2 separate regions of the Manis pentadactyla genome follow, and region 1 is linked to region 2. The links are chromatin contacts, called in public Hi-C maps. All regions are on one chromosome and are shown on one strand. Each heading gives the region's core, a stretch centred on a gene start, on an enhancer-like site or on the middle of the called end of the contact. The rest is flanking DNA. Distances are from core to core; before and after follow the strand shown. Region 1 holds the start of CDO1 (cysteine dioxygenase type 1). Region 2 holds the start of TMED7 (transmembrane p24 trafficking protein 7).

Region 1 (7,308 bases), core at 3,314-5,813, 140 kb before region 2:
ACCCCTTCCAATCCTCTCTGCTTAATTCAGATTTTAACTTAGTTTGTGTGAATCAATCAAGGAGGAGATACTGTCTCAGTGGAATACTTAGAGCAAACTGTCACTATTACAACACTTACAAGCAGGCGTCCAATGCCCTTTCATGATTAGTGTTCCTTAAAATAGGACTTTTTTTGTTTCTTATTTGGTATCCACACACATATAATACTTAATACATTTCCTTACACATATATAATCATTTATTTATATTGAATGATAGTGTGGCTTGCAAAGTATGATTTAACCTAGAAAAGCAACAATAAAAGACATCTTTGTATGGCAGGAGATGAAAATATTTGCAACGTCTGACAGGGTTTTAGTGTCTAGTATGTGAAGAACTCATTTGATAAGAAAAAAGACATCTGAAAGGGAGGTGGGAATATTAAAATGCAATTGATAAAGAAAAAGATGGCCCTAAAGCACAAAAAGTTATAAAAAAGAAATGAAATGCTGATTAGCACCCATCATAGCAATAATTAAAAGCAATGTAATTATCAGTCATGGCAAAGTTGTGGGGAAATGCCCTGTCATCTTCTTGGTGTATGGAATGTGAACTGGCACTACATTTTTAGTGCAATTTGCAAAATCTATCAAAAGCCTTGAAACAATATAAACTTATATGTGCTCATACTTTCCATCTGTTCATTCACATACTGGCTGCCTATGATGTCCTCAGCATTTGGAATGAGATCAGTAAGATCCCTTGGTCTTATGGCCCTATCATTCTAATTTGGAAGCAGGTTTTCAGATAATTTAAATAATTCTTGGACTTTTTAACTGAATTTTTAGAAATAATGGGAAGTAACATTTGATACCAAATAATAGATTTACCTGTATTTTCTGGAAAGATAAAATATGTGTGTGTATGATTGTGAATAGACTCTTCACTTAGAAGAATCCTTGTAAATCAACTCCTGTAGTTGCTTCCATGTCTATAGGAGATACTCATAAAGCATATGTTGATTTCTTTTGGTGATAGCCACAAAGGAAACACTGTTTATTTAAGATGGCTCTATTCCTATAGAAATGTCTTCCTGTGTGCCTCTTCCAGCTATTTGTTCTCTGTTCTAGTATCTAGATTCGTGAAGCATGTCTTTTTTCCATTTCCACCCCAGTCCTCCTGCTTGTGGCAAGTCTGTTCCTTTCAAATGCTTAGACTCATTCTCAGTCCCTCTGTGACAACCCACTTCCCAAATCTGTTAGCAAATCCTGGCAGCTTTTTACTTTCAAAATATGTCCAGGATCATCACTTCTGCTCCCACTAACCAAAGTCACCGTTATCTCACTAAAATTGTTAATAGCCAACTAATTGACTTGCCTTTACCTGCTCTCTCCTCTGGCCAAAATCCCCAAATGGCTCCCCATATCTGACTGAAAGCTGAAGACCTTACATTGTCCTACAAGGGCCTAAGTGGTCCATCCCCACGTAAAAAGTCCCCATTTTTACACCCTGCCACCAGCCACATCCGTGTTCATCACTGTTACTCAAACACTAAGCTTGCAACTTCGTGTTTCCCCCAGGGCTTTTCCACTTAAACTGTTTCCTCCATCTGGAAACTTCCCCCAGACAGCTGTGAGTCTCACTAACATCCTTCCTTCCCTGCTCAAATACCACTTCATAAAGGAAGTGTTCCCCTGAACTCCCTCTGAAATGAAAACTCACCACTGCCCACCTCCTTCCCCTGCTTAATTTTTCTCCATTGATAATGCATAGTATTTGTCCATTTCTGCATATATACTATATGTACTATCTGTTGGCATGTCTACATCCCCAACAATCCCCACATTAGAACATAAACCCTCCAAGAGCAGACTTAATTCGTAAGCAGTGCCTGGCATGTAGCACATGCTTTTAAAAATGTGTTGAATGGATGGTTAGATAATTCACAACTCCAGGATCTGAACAAGAACAAGCAATCGAATTACTCTAGCCAATTACTAATATGCTTTTTCTACCTTCATTTATGCATACACAAGGCACTGTGTGCTAGGCATTGAGGAGAATATAAAAATAAAATGTAAGTGGAGTCTGTCCTAAAGGTTCTCACTGTCAAGATGACCCACATGAGTAACTGCAATACATGTTTCCTAGTAAGGGCCATAGGAAAGCGTGATATTGGCCCAGTGTTCAGGAGGAGATACTGTTTTTTTGAGAGGAAGGCTTCTGAGCTAAGACTTTAAGATGTGGACATACTGAAAAGGCCCAGAATCTGGGTGGAAGGAAAAGCTTAAGCAAAAGAATGGATTTGGTAAGCATGAGAAATAACAATTTGACAGGATATATTTGAAAAAAGTAATTTAGAGTCAAAATATGAGGAATTTTAAATGTCATACTGACATACCTGGTATGTAGGAAGTATGAGTTAACTGAAAATTTTCCAACCAGCAAATTACATCATCCATCTATGCGTTAGGATAATTAATCTAGTGGCTGTGAGTAAAGGACTCACATGGGGAAAAGCTGGAACCAAGGAATCCATTTAGGAGGCCAGGGCAGCAATCCAGTCAAAATAGGATAAAGCTTGAAAGCAAGCCTCTTTTAATTTCATAAAACTATAAAATATTGTGGAAATAGAAAATTTAACAGTTGGTTGAAAGGGCTTGAAAATGAAATAAGGAAAAAGTAGGCAGTGATGGGTGAGGTGGGTGAGCCTGGTTTGCCTCATTGCAGAAACAGCCTCCAGCACTTGAAAAGCAGGCTTACAAGGCATTTCAAATATGTTGCGCGTTAGGTGTCAAGAGATGTTGAGACTGATCTCAGTGGAAAAATTAGGGTAATGTAAGAGGCATCCAGGGAGAAGTGACCAATGCAATTGTGACTTCAAGGGACTGTTTAGAGGCAATGAACGTGAATTTGTGAATATTGTTATATTAGGAAAGATTCTTGAGGTGTTTGAGAGTCAAGAAGAGCCAGAGAAAATAGGAAAAAGTCTGTCCAAAAAACCGAGAGGCACACAATCCACTATGAAATGCAGAGAAATTAAGCCTGTACTTGACTTTTGTTGTTCATTGTTCATTTCAAACACTCATGGATTAGAATAGCTGAAATGCAGTAATTGAGACTCAACAGAAGGCACTGATGAGAATAAAAATAATTGTGCCTACAGAGAAGGCAAACAGTGAGTGAATCTGTGGCATCTTACTATACTGATGGACAGTGACTGCAATGGTGTATGGGTGGGGACTTGATAATATGGGTGAATGTACTAACCATATCGTTTTTTCATGTGAAACCTTCATAAGAGTGTATATTAATAATACCTTAATAAAAATTTTTAAAAAAATAATAATTGTGCATAAACAATGAAAAGTGGATGAATTACTGTGACCCAAACTATTTCACTCAACATTCTCTCTACCAAAGGGTGGCTTCAGGGGTGCTTTCTACCAATAGCCCTTTTTGAACATTGGGTGATTGAGGTGCCAGTTTGACTAACAACGTTGTTAGAATACTTATATTGTTTAATCAGTTTAGCCAGGGATGTTTAAGACTTAAGGTAGCACAAGTAAATTTAAATATATATATTTTATACATACACATGTTGAAGCAAAATCTAGAAAAAACAAACTGGACTTCCAGGTCTAAACCTTCAATAACCTTGAATCCAAATTAATCCCTGGGTCCATTTATGAAAAGAATCTATACTTGCATTTAGTTCTTTTGTCCCTCACATTTTTATTTTTGTTCATACTTAATTTGTGGTGTTCTCAAAACGTGCTAAGTGCTATGCACAGCATAGAAATGTTTCCTGATATGTATTACGGGTAGGCTCCAAAAATCACACACCTTGAATTAAAGGGCTTAAATAGCCTAATATACTACCCTTTAAATCGCTGCATTAGGAGCCAAAAAACTAGCATTTCTTCTCACCACTGATTGAACATCAGGGCTTTGCACTGAATCTTATTTTTTAAGGAAATGTTTGATTTGAAAATCAAAGAGGGATACCTGGCCTTCCATCGTTTCACTAATCTTGCTCGAGACCCGAGTCTCCTTTGTCAAAATGTACTTTCAGTACAGTCCATTTAGAAGGAAGACGGACTTATTTTCATCTAGCCTGGAGCAAGCATGTTACCAAGTGTTTCAATCGACAAAACAGCAGCTCTCCACCTGGGGAGTAGTTCCTCAGCGCTACTTGGAAGGAGGGGCCCCTTTCCTTCCCCTTCCTTCCTCAGCCGTCCCCGGGCCTTCTCCTGAACCCCTCAGTCCACATCCCAGCGTCGCGAACCTCGGCAGAAGGGAGCCTTCCCGGAGCGACGGGAGCGGGGGTGCGGGAGCGCGCGGAGTGCCTGGGCTGGGCGGCCGAACGCGCCCCGCCAGGTGGGGGAGAGGATGCTCCAAGCCCACGGCGGGCGCAGGCCCGCGGGACAGCCGGGCGCTCGCCCTGGAGCAGGGCTGGGGGGGCCGAGACCACGTGCACGGCTCCCCGCCCGCCCCGCCCCGGGGCCTCCGCGTCTTCTCCGCGGTAGCTCCCCGCCTCTTCCCACCCTCCAGCGCCGTTGGTACATTCCCGCTGACTCCTAGAGCTTTAAAAAGGCAGGGGAGGCTGGACCCGCAGTTTTGTTTGGTTCCGATTTACGCGCACCGCGTGCCCCCACACCCGCCTTGATCTCTTCGTGCGGGTTTCCTTCCGCTGTGGCACTCGAGTTAGGGGCGAGTGTGTGTGTGTGTGTAGCTGTCTAGCTAGCTGCTGGGGTCCCTCGGCCTCGGCCCGCTCGGCTCCGCCGCCACCGCCCAGCAGAGACGCGCGCGCAGCCAGCTCCCGCGGGGATGGAGCAGACCGAGGTGCTGAAGCCGCGCACCCTGGCCGATCTGATCCGCATCCTGCACCAGCTCTTCGCCGGCGAGGAGGTCAACGTGGAGGAGGTGCAGGCCGTGCTAGAAGCCTACGAGAGCGATCCCGCCGAGTGGGGAATGTACGCCAAGTTCGACCAGTACAGGTGAGCGCGCGCCAGCCCTGCGCGCCTGGATGTCGGGCGCGGGCCTCAAGCCCAGCCGCGCCGCCTCGGAATCGGAAGGGAGGGGGCGTGCGGGGTGGGAGTCGGGCCCGGGGAGAGCACGCCCGCCGCGCCGCCCTCGCGCAGCCACCGAGGTTTTCCCGACCCCAGCGCTGCGCTCGGTCGCCCAAAGGTGGGAAACGCTGGCCTGAGACTGCGGCAGGCTCCCGGCGGGTGGCCACCGCGCCGCGGCAAAGTTTTGTGTTCTCTTTTCGCTGGTCAACCGCTCTCTTCCAAGCCGCCCATCCAGCCGGTCCCCGGGTCTCTAGAGCAATGCCCTCCTCTCTGGAGCGGTCGCTCGCCTGGGACGCGGAGGTGCCGGGAGACCCCCGTGGCCGCCGGTGCGCTGAGGAACGGACTGGCTGCACAATGGAGGGTGAACCCAGAGGAGAACCACATCAGCCATCCCGAGAAAGGGGCGACGGTGGAGGACACAGTTCTCCGACCCCAATTCTCCATCACTTCGCCCTCGGTCACCTGCAAGCTTGCCATCAGGCATTTTTACTAATGCAAAATAGCGTTTTGGGGTTGTCAGCTGCTGTATTTCAAAGGATGCTGCGCCCTCTCCCAAACCAATCTAACTTCCCGGACTGTGGGTTTATTTAAACTCACTCTGGTTTGCGAATTAAGCCACTGCTTCCCCTTCAGCCCCTACTCGGTGTGCTTTCTCTCATCCTCAGTTCTGAGGCTCTGGAATGTAAATTGAAGCCCGCCGCTTCCCACATGTGCTTGAGTTACAGATGCCCTGGTAAGCTGGGTCTCTGCAGCCCCTGGCTTGGTGATTAAGTGAAAAAGAATCTACCAATCCTCTGGGGGGCCAGAAGTAAAACTTAGATTACGCTGAAGGACGACACTTTTCCAAAGCGCAGTCAGCGCTTCGATCTTGATGGCTTCAGTGGCTTGAGAATTGGGAGAGGAGGGATAGTTGAAAGAGAAGAGTAAGGAAAGACGAGGTTTTCCTTTGGAGCGGTTTGTTAGTCACCCAAAGGTATCTAGTGTTTTTGGTAAAGTTTTGTCGACAGGGCGTATTTTTGTTTCAACCATATTTTAGGTTCTGAAATAAAAAGGGGAAGTCTAATTAGGATCCCATTTTCCATTTTCCACTTCCAAGTGGCTATAGAAAATTCCTTTGATACCTATCCTTCTGTAGCTGTCAGTGCTACCGGAGAATAGTTTTTCATTTTGCCATAGCTCCGAGTAATTGAGAGCTTGTTATGGGCCAGGTACTCTCCAGACACTTTACACATGTGTTAACTTAGCATCTGTATGAGATAAGGTACCATTTTTATCACTGTTTTACAGATGAGGAATGGTAGGCAATAAAAAGATTGGATTAACTGCATAAGGTAGCACTTCTATAAAGTAGCGGCTCCAGGATTAAAATCAGCAGTATCGTTCCAGAACCCACACACTAAACCACTGCGAAATTTCCCATAGACACATGGGGCCATGTTAGTTTCTTCTACCTGTGTATTTTATTGCCCAGGTGATTATAATTAGCCAGGGTAGGCTGTAAGGGCTCTTAATCTTTAGGAAAAGGGCATTTCCAGGGGCCTTGAATTTGTCTTGATTGACAAAGCTCCAAACCACTTGAAGTGCAACCAGTTGGACTGAGCTATCCCACAAGTATCCGAGACACAGCTAATTCAGATAATGGGTGCAGTCCCAGGTGGGCAGTTGTGGGAGTAGGGTGGGAGGGAGATTGGAGAGGAGAAATCCATTTGATAGTATTTTTTGCATGCTATAGGTATCCTGGCACTGTGAAGAATTCTGATTTCTGACCTCAGGAAGGCCAACACAGAAGAGCCAAGACAGAATATGTTCCACTGTGGGCCAGACAGTAAATTCTCTGGAAGAAGCCCCAGAGAAACAAGAGGGGTGACCCAATGACTAGTGGGTGGCAAGGAGGACCCTGGTCCAAGAACAGAGTTGCTGGGAACTGAAGGCCATGTGTGCAATTCTTTGCTAGGTCATAAAGGGCTGCAAAATGAGGATGTCTAACATCCCCAAATCACTAATTAACATTGTCAGTGACCCTGCCTTGCCAGCACCTGGCCTCCAGCCCAGGGGAGGAGAGAAGAGGAAGAGGGGCATGTGGGTATTAAACAAGAAAGAACTCAGGCTGCAAAGCAAAGCAGAAGTTAATTTGGGGTCTTTAGGAATTCAGGAGGAATCTGAAATGTGCTCTTGAGGCGGGTGGAAAAAGACGCAGTTCATAAAGGCAAAAACCACAGGCTTGCATAAGTTATTTTGAAAGACTTATGATTGACG
Region 2 (6,969 bases), core at 3,946-6,445:
CACTGTGATGGATCTGCAAGCATCTGCCAGCCCAAATATGTATGTTAGCTTACACACCTGGATGAGAGGAGGCAGAGCACTTTGCAGACCTAATTTGGATCTTTTCCAGTTAGGATGCAACCAAAGAAAAAACTGTGTTGAAATCCTAACTTCCAACAGTGATGGTATTAGGAAGTGGGGCATTTGGGAGGTGATTAGGTCATGAACATGGAGCCCTCACCAAGGATTAATGCTCTTATAAAAACGGGCATGTGGGAAGGTGGGAGTTGTATACAGGAAGGACCCAGGAAAAGGGCCTTCACCAGAAGGCAACCATACTGGCACCTTGACCTTGGACTTCCCAGCCTCCAGAACTGTGAGAAATTAATTTCTGTGGTTTATAAGCCACTCAATCTGTGGTGTTTGTTATAGCAGCCCAATGGACTAAGACATTAGATTAAAAAGTCTTCTGGAAATTCTGCCAATTAGCTGCTGACTACGAGTGTTCTGGGGAAAGTACCACCTCAAAGCAAAAAATCACAGATGTTACTAAGATTATAGTTATGTGTATGTATACATACACTCACATATATATCGGCTAGAGTTACATAGGGAAAATGTTGAAGAAATAGACAAACTTTTTCAACTTAATGCTTACTATTGGTCAGAAGAGGAAGAGGAAGAAGAGCAATTCTGAATACTCAATGCCAAGTGTTGAAGAGATATTTTAGATCATGCACAGGAAATGACTGGTGTTGCAAATGACTATATGAGCAGGACTATCACATTCAAAATGCATTTCCATACACACTCTTATGATTAGGGGGTGTATAACTGTAAGATAAGGGAATGCTAACCATTTTGAGGAGCTATTTTATTGGATATTTTGGTTATTGTCCTGTTGCTTCAGGTGAGGCTTCTCAGCCATTGAGTGAGCCTGGATGGCAGAGCTGAGAAGACCGTCCACCTATTCTCTGACCTGGACAAACTTCCAGCATGTACTGTCTCACTTAACATCTTTACTAGCTCACTGTCTCAAACTCCGCCCACTACCAAACTCTACCAAGACGACAGTCCCCATTCCTGACCACCATTAAACCTCACTTAGGGGATTGGAAGTACCTATTTGTTCACTGCCATCTTTTGGATCACATTTTAGTTTCCTGTATTACTATGTATCTTTAATATAGTATGCCCTTGTTTATTTACATTACAGTGCATATTCATTGCAGTGTAGGAGGAAAACATGATTCACATCTCATACTGTATAATCTCCTTCAGGGCCTCATACAAACTTACCATTGATTAGGTGTTAAATAATTGGACAATTACTTTTTCATGTGCTTAAATCATGTGGAATACTTACTGGATTGTTACAGAAGTCGAACAGTGTTATTAATGATATTTAGGAAAACTGCTTGGATTTTTTGTATGGATATGGAATGCATGGTTATTTGTCCCATGTAAAATACTAGCACCTAGATTATCTCTAAAAATACTAGAACAGGGGCTAACTCTAGTGCCTAAATTGCTCTCCAACAGGTTTTGGGGGATATCTCAGATTCAGATAACAATGCAGGTTGTAGGTAAAATAGGGACAATGTGGCATTTCTGGTCCCTACAACCTTGTGTCAGGGTACTGCCTAAACTGTCACCTTCCTCTCTGCATGGGCAAGTGCTTCATTAACCCCAGGGCTTCCCTGATCTGCATCTGATGCTCACGCGAGGATCACAGCAGCTTCCCTGCCCCTCTCCCAAACTTTGTCTTATGAAACTACTCTGTATATTTATGTTGGTTCTAACCTGATTACTTATTTGATGTAATATTCTAACATATCAAAATAAGAGACCCTATAAGAGTAATAAGAAAAAAAATTTTTTTTTAATAGTAGCTTTTTGAAGGAGAATTACACAAAAAGTCTCTCCTCTCTCAAGCAATTTTTGGTATTTTCTCAATCCTACACCTCACTACACTGTCTACGTCAGGAAGGGGTATGAGATCATCTAGCTTCAAAGACAGTTTGGGTCAAAATTTCCATTGCTGTGTTCAGTATAAACTGAACAAATCATGGTTTATTCTTCTCTTGTGATATTTTGTAGTCTCTAGTACAAATGCATACCTGACATAAAGATTATATCTATTTGTGTACTTTATAAAGCTTTTTCACATGTTGACTCTGGTTCTTCTTAGTAATTCTGGGCAAAGAGAAAAAAACAACTAAAAATCTGAAGCAGAACTAAATGTCTATTTTTTGGATTGTGAATCCTGCAAGGACAACAATCTAGTTTTATTCACTTTCGTTTTTATTCAGTGTGGTAGAGTGATCGCAAAAATGAACACAATTCTTCCCTCACCCCCCACCCCAACTTTTACATAGTGATTTGTCCTTCTTTTACTGTGAAATATACATAAAGTATATAAAAGATATATAAGTTTAACAGGTAATTGCAAAGTGGAAATACGTGTAACCATGCCCTAGGTCAGGAAAAGAGCACTGCTGTGCTGAATTAGTACTGAAGTAACCCCCACACCATGTTTCTCTTATTACCTCAGCCTTCCCCACCATCCTGACTTTTGAAATCATGATTCCCTTGCTTCTTTGCATGGTTTCACTAGATATTAGGCAAAACAGTACCGTTTAGTTTTGCTTTCTGTCATCCTGTCTGTTGGGTATGAATTTTTTGCCTAGCTTATTTTGCATTATGTTTGTAAGATTCCCACATTGTCCTGTGCAGCTAAAATCTTTCATTTTCATCGCTATGTTGTCCCATTTTTATAAATATAACAAAATTTATGGATATTTGGGATATTTCCAACACGGGACTTATTGTTAGGATTTGGCTTTAAGCATTCTTATATATGTATCCTGATATACGTCTGTGGGAGTTTCTCTAAAGCAGTGGTTCACCAAGTTTTGATCCCAGAATCTTAAAAGTCAGGAAACAAATGTAAATAAATTAATAAATAAAAAATTTTAATAAAAATTTCAATTGAGACCCGAGATGCATAAAAAGATTCATTGAGTAACTCATGTAAAATAACAATAAACCCACTACCTGTTGTATTTGTTTCCTGAGGTTGCTGTAACAAATTAGTCACAAATGTGGTAGCTTAAAACAACAGTTGCGGAGACCAGAAGTCTGAAATTAAAGTGTTGCCAGGGTTGGTTCCTTCCAGTTGCTCTACCAGAGAATCCACTAGGTACCTTTCTCCTATAGCCACTGGTAACTGTGGGCAGTCCGTGGAATTCCTTAGCTTGCAGACACATCTCTCCATTTCTGCTTTGTCTTCACATGGCTTTCTCCCTGTGAGTCTGTGTTTGTGCCTCAAATCTCTCTCTTCTTTCTCTTATAAAGACAACAAGTTCCACAAGGACTGGGAGTTAGTACTATAATTGAAATATGTTTTTTGGGGGGCGGGGGCAAAATTCATCCAATACATGTTAACAAAAATAACACATCTCTAAATGAAATACAGCTATACTTTTCAAATTAAAATTTTGAGATGAGTGGCAATGCTTTACATTTTTGTAAATCTAATATCTAGACTCATAAGAAGTTGGGTGTTCATCTGCTTTTACTTTCAATCCTTTAGTTGTTTTGGTTGAGATACATGATGAAAATCCAGCCTCACACAATAATCTCAGACCCTCTGAAAGGGTCTGAAAGGCTCCCGGGAGTCTTTGGAGCAGTTTAAGAAACAATGCATTAAAGCATACACTTTAAAATACAGGCAAAATGGAATTTCTAGGCATAGATATAGGTATTTTACTACTTTTTAGATAATGCAACACTGTTTTCCCAAGTGATTGTATCAATTTACATTTCCACTAGGAGTGAGGGATCTTGTTGCTCTATATGTTTACCAATATCTAGTACTGTTGCATTTTTTAAATTTTGCCTATCTGGGGGTGTGTAATGTACTGCCCAGTGGTTTTAGTCTTACTCATTCACACTTTGTCTGTATTGCCATTTTACGTATGAGGAAACTTAGGTGTAGAAGAAAAATGTTACTTGCTACAAGTCAAGAGTTAGAAAATAGAGAGTCCACATTTTCTACTTTGAAATACATTTTTCTTTCCACTCATGAACACAATTCTTCTGTTTGGGGCCCAGTTCTCAAGAAGGTGCATTCTTCCCCATATCTCATCTCCTAGAGCTCATTCCCCCACTTCGGAGGCTTTGGGCACCCCAGGATGCTAGGGGTCCTGAACCTCCCTGTTCATCACCATCCCAGCCCCCCAACCCCGCCTGGCTCCTACACACTGGTTTCTATTTCCTTCTCATAATACTACCACACTCTATTGATCATGTTAAAAAACACGAGCCTCGGCAGGGTCATTTATAGGAATGCCTAATTCGTGTTTACATGCAGAAGAAAACGCATAATTTAATAAATCAATGCCTGTTATTTTTTAAACACTCCACGATAAACCAGTGATGTGATCACAGGCAACTTAAGTTCTTGGATCCTCAATTTTCTCATTAAAATAAGCGCAATACCTACATTATAGGTTTGTTTTAAGAATCAACAAAATATATGTAATGTGCTTAGTACAGTGCCTGATAAGAGTGCTCACTAGATGTTTATTTATATATAACAAAAGCTTATTTAGTGTTTATTGTATGATAATCACTCTTCTAGGTAGTTTTTCCAAAATGGTCATCATTTTACAGATTCAGACTAAAGCAGAGAGGTTAAGCTTCAAGGTCACACAGCCAGTATGTAGCACAGCAGGGATTAAAACTCGGGCAGTCTGGTGGTGCCCGAATTGGCGCTCCTAGCTGAGCCGCTTCCCCCAAATATTTATTATTTATGACAAACCTCTCTGCGAACTGCACAACGCTCTACCACCGGTGTTTTGCCCCGTCCAGAGCAAAATGAGTTCTTCGTTACCCCCTCTAAGCCTCCCCGGCGATCAGCCCTCCCGGGAACCAAGCCTGCTCAGTTGACTCTCACGGGCTGCGAGGTCCGATCGCGGGCATCCAGAGGCAGAGCCTGGCCACACCCCTTCTCCTGGCCCCGCCCCTCGGAGAGAGCGGTCGTGCTGGCAGGCCGCCTCGCAAGCTTCCACGTACACACTCCAACGCCTCTGCCCCCGGCCCGGGGAGAGCACATCCGGGTCGCTGGAGCAGGGCACTCAGGCCCCGCCCCTCTGCCCAACACGTCGCCCCCACTTCCGGCCAGGCCAGGCCTTTTCCGGTTGTTTGTTGCCGGTTTGCTGCCGGCTGTGTGTCTGCTTCCTGGGTCGTCCGCGGCCCCAGCCGGGTGTCCTGGCGCCCCTCACCCGCGCCCCGTGACCCACCCCTCGTCGCGAATCTCTCCGAGGCTCCGAGCGACCCTGCCGTGCGTCTTTGCGGGCGGCCTGGGCTGAGGCCTGCCGCTCCGAGTCCGCGCAGACGTGCTCCGCGTGTCCCGAGCTCCGTCGAGGCCGCCGCAGCTGTCCGGGGATGGGGCGGCCGGGGTCCGCGCAGCGCTGGGCGGCCGCCGCGTGCCAATGGGGCTGCGGGCTGCTCGCGCTGCTGCTGGTGGCGCCGCGGCCCGGCGGCGCCTCCGAGATCACCTTCGAGCTGCCCGACAACGCCAAGCAGTGCTTCTACGAGGACATCACGCACGGCACCAAGTGTACCCTCGAGTTCCAGGTACCGCGCTGCGGGGGCTCCCGCTCCGGCCCGGCTTGTCCGCTTCTAGACCTTGGGCGAGAGACGCGTAAGACCGGATGAGGCGTGAATTCCAGGAATGCTTCCTGTAGCCGGGACTTTTCTTTCCATTCTAATGCCGTTTACGTTGAGGCCTGTTGAACTTCCTTCTTTAACAGACACCTTGTTTAAAAGTTATTCCGGTTCCACCGTGCCCAGTGTCAATCCCCGCCCTCTAATCCACGTCTCCGATTTGGTCAGATTTAAAGTGCTGCCAATATCTAAGTCTTTCCACGATTTAGCGCTTCGGTTAATGCTGTCCCTGTCGTTGGAGGAGCTCCATTTGTGGCCGGATGGCCGTCTACGAAGGTGGTGTGCAAAGAATTGCTGTGATAAATGAGGCTCTTATGTTTGAGATTATATAGAAGAGAAACTTTAACCGAATGTAGTTTCTTAAGTTGGTTAGAACAATCTTTACTGTTCCTATTTTTGTGGGTAGACATTTAACATATTTAAGCAGCCATTGTTTGGCGCTGGTGATACGGGCGTGATCAGAAGAACTAGGGTGGCTACCATCATTCCTGATTCGTTAACATCCTACCCTTCATTAGTACGTGCTCATTCATCAAAACTGCTTTAAGAGCAGAAAATAGGAGATGTAGGATCTGGTCTTTGGAATCTGTGAAGGCTTCCTTTAGGAAATGATTTTAAGCTGAACTGTAAAGGATGAGTTGTAAGTGCTTAAGGGCAAAAGGGTCCTTGTAATAACAGTGACTGGGAATTGAAGACCCCATAGACCTGACCCGCGCGTCCCCGCTGATCCATTGAGGCCTTCGCTGCGGTCTTGGGATGGAGCGGCCAGGGTCGGAGCAGCGCTGGGCGGACCTTTTGTAAGGCCCTGTGGTAAGAGTAGGAATAGAAAGGTCCAGTGTGGTTGGGAATTAGGAGCCAGAGGAAGGGAGGTCAGCAGGGGCCAGACCATGTAGTGCCTTGCTGGCCGTGTTAAGTATTTTAGTTTTTCCTAGGAGTATGGGAAGCCATCAGAGGGTGGTAAGCTGTGAAGTTACATGATCCAGATATTGGTAGCTGTGTGGATATTAACTTGGCAGGTAGAGAAAGTATTACAGTCTTACAGAGTGGATGTAGGAAACTGATTATGAGGTTGTAGTGGTCCAGGCTTAGACTAGAGTGGCAGCCTGGGGAAGGTGAAAAGTGAAAGGATTAGAGAGACTTGGCTGGTTTTTTCTCAGGACTGGGTGATGATTTGGCTATAGTGAATGAGAGCCGGGGGCATAAAATGACCCTTATGCTTGCTGAACTTTGTGGATTAGGACCAGGGCACAAAAACGA

The links. A called contact is a pair of places that touch in the nucleus more often than the background predicts.
Region 1: a contact with region 2 is called in a Hi-C map of fibroblasts, with 7 times the contacts expected there. The contact joins the promoter of CDO1 here to the promoter of TMED7 in region 2. A contact is called at or near these places in 3 of 3 Hi-C or Micro-C datasets (blood, fibroblasts and skin fibroblasts).

What each region holds. Positions count from the first base shown.
Region 1 is chr13:87,658,136-87,665,443 of mManPen7.hap1, reverse strand. CDO1 (cysteine dioxygenase type 1) reads left to right here and starts at 4,563. Exons shown (of 5, transcript XM_036894593.2): 1 at 4,563-4,980. The coding sequence starts at 4,811. ATG12 (autophagy related 12) reads left to right here. Exons shown (of 4, transcript XM_036894619.2): 4 at 1-667.
Region 2 is chr13:87,516,939-87,523,907 of mManPen7.hap1, reverse strand. It overlaps TMED7 (transmembrane p24 trafficking protein 7), which reads left to right and starts at 5,195. Exons shown (of 3, transcript XM_036894612.2): 1 at 5,195-5,622. The coding sequence starts at 5,431. LOC118917132 (a long non-coding RNA gene) reads right to left here and starts at 4,989. Exons shown (of 3, transcript XR_008993347.1): 1 at 1-4,989.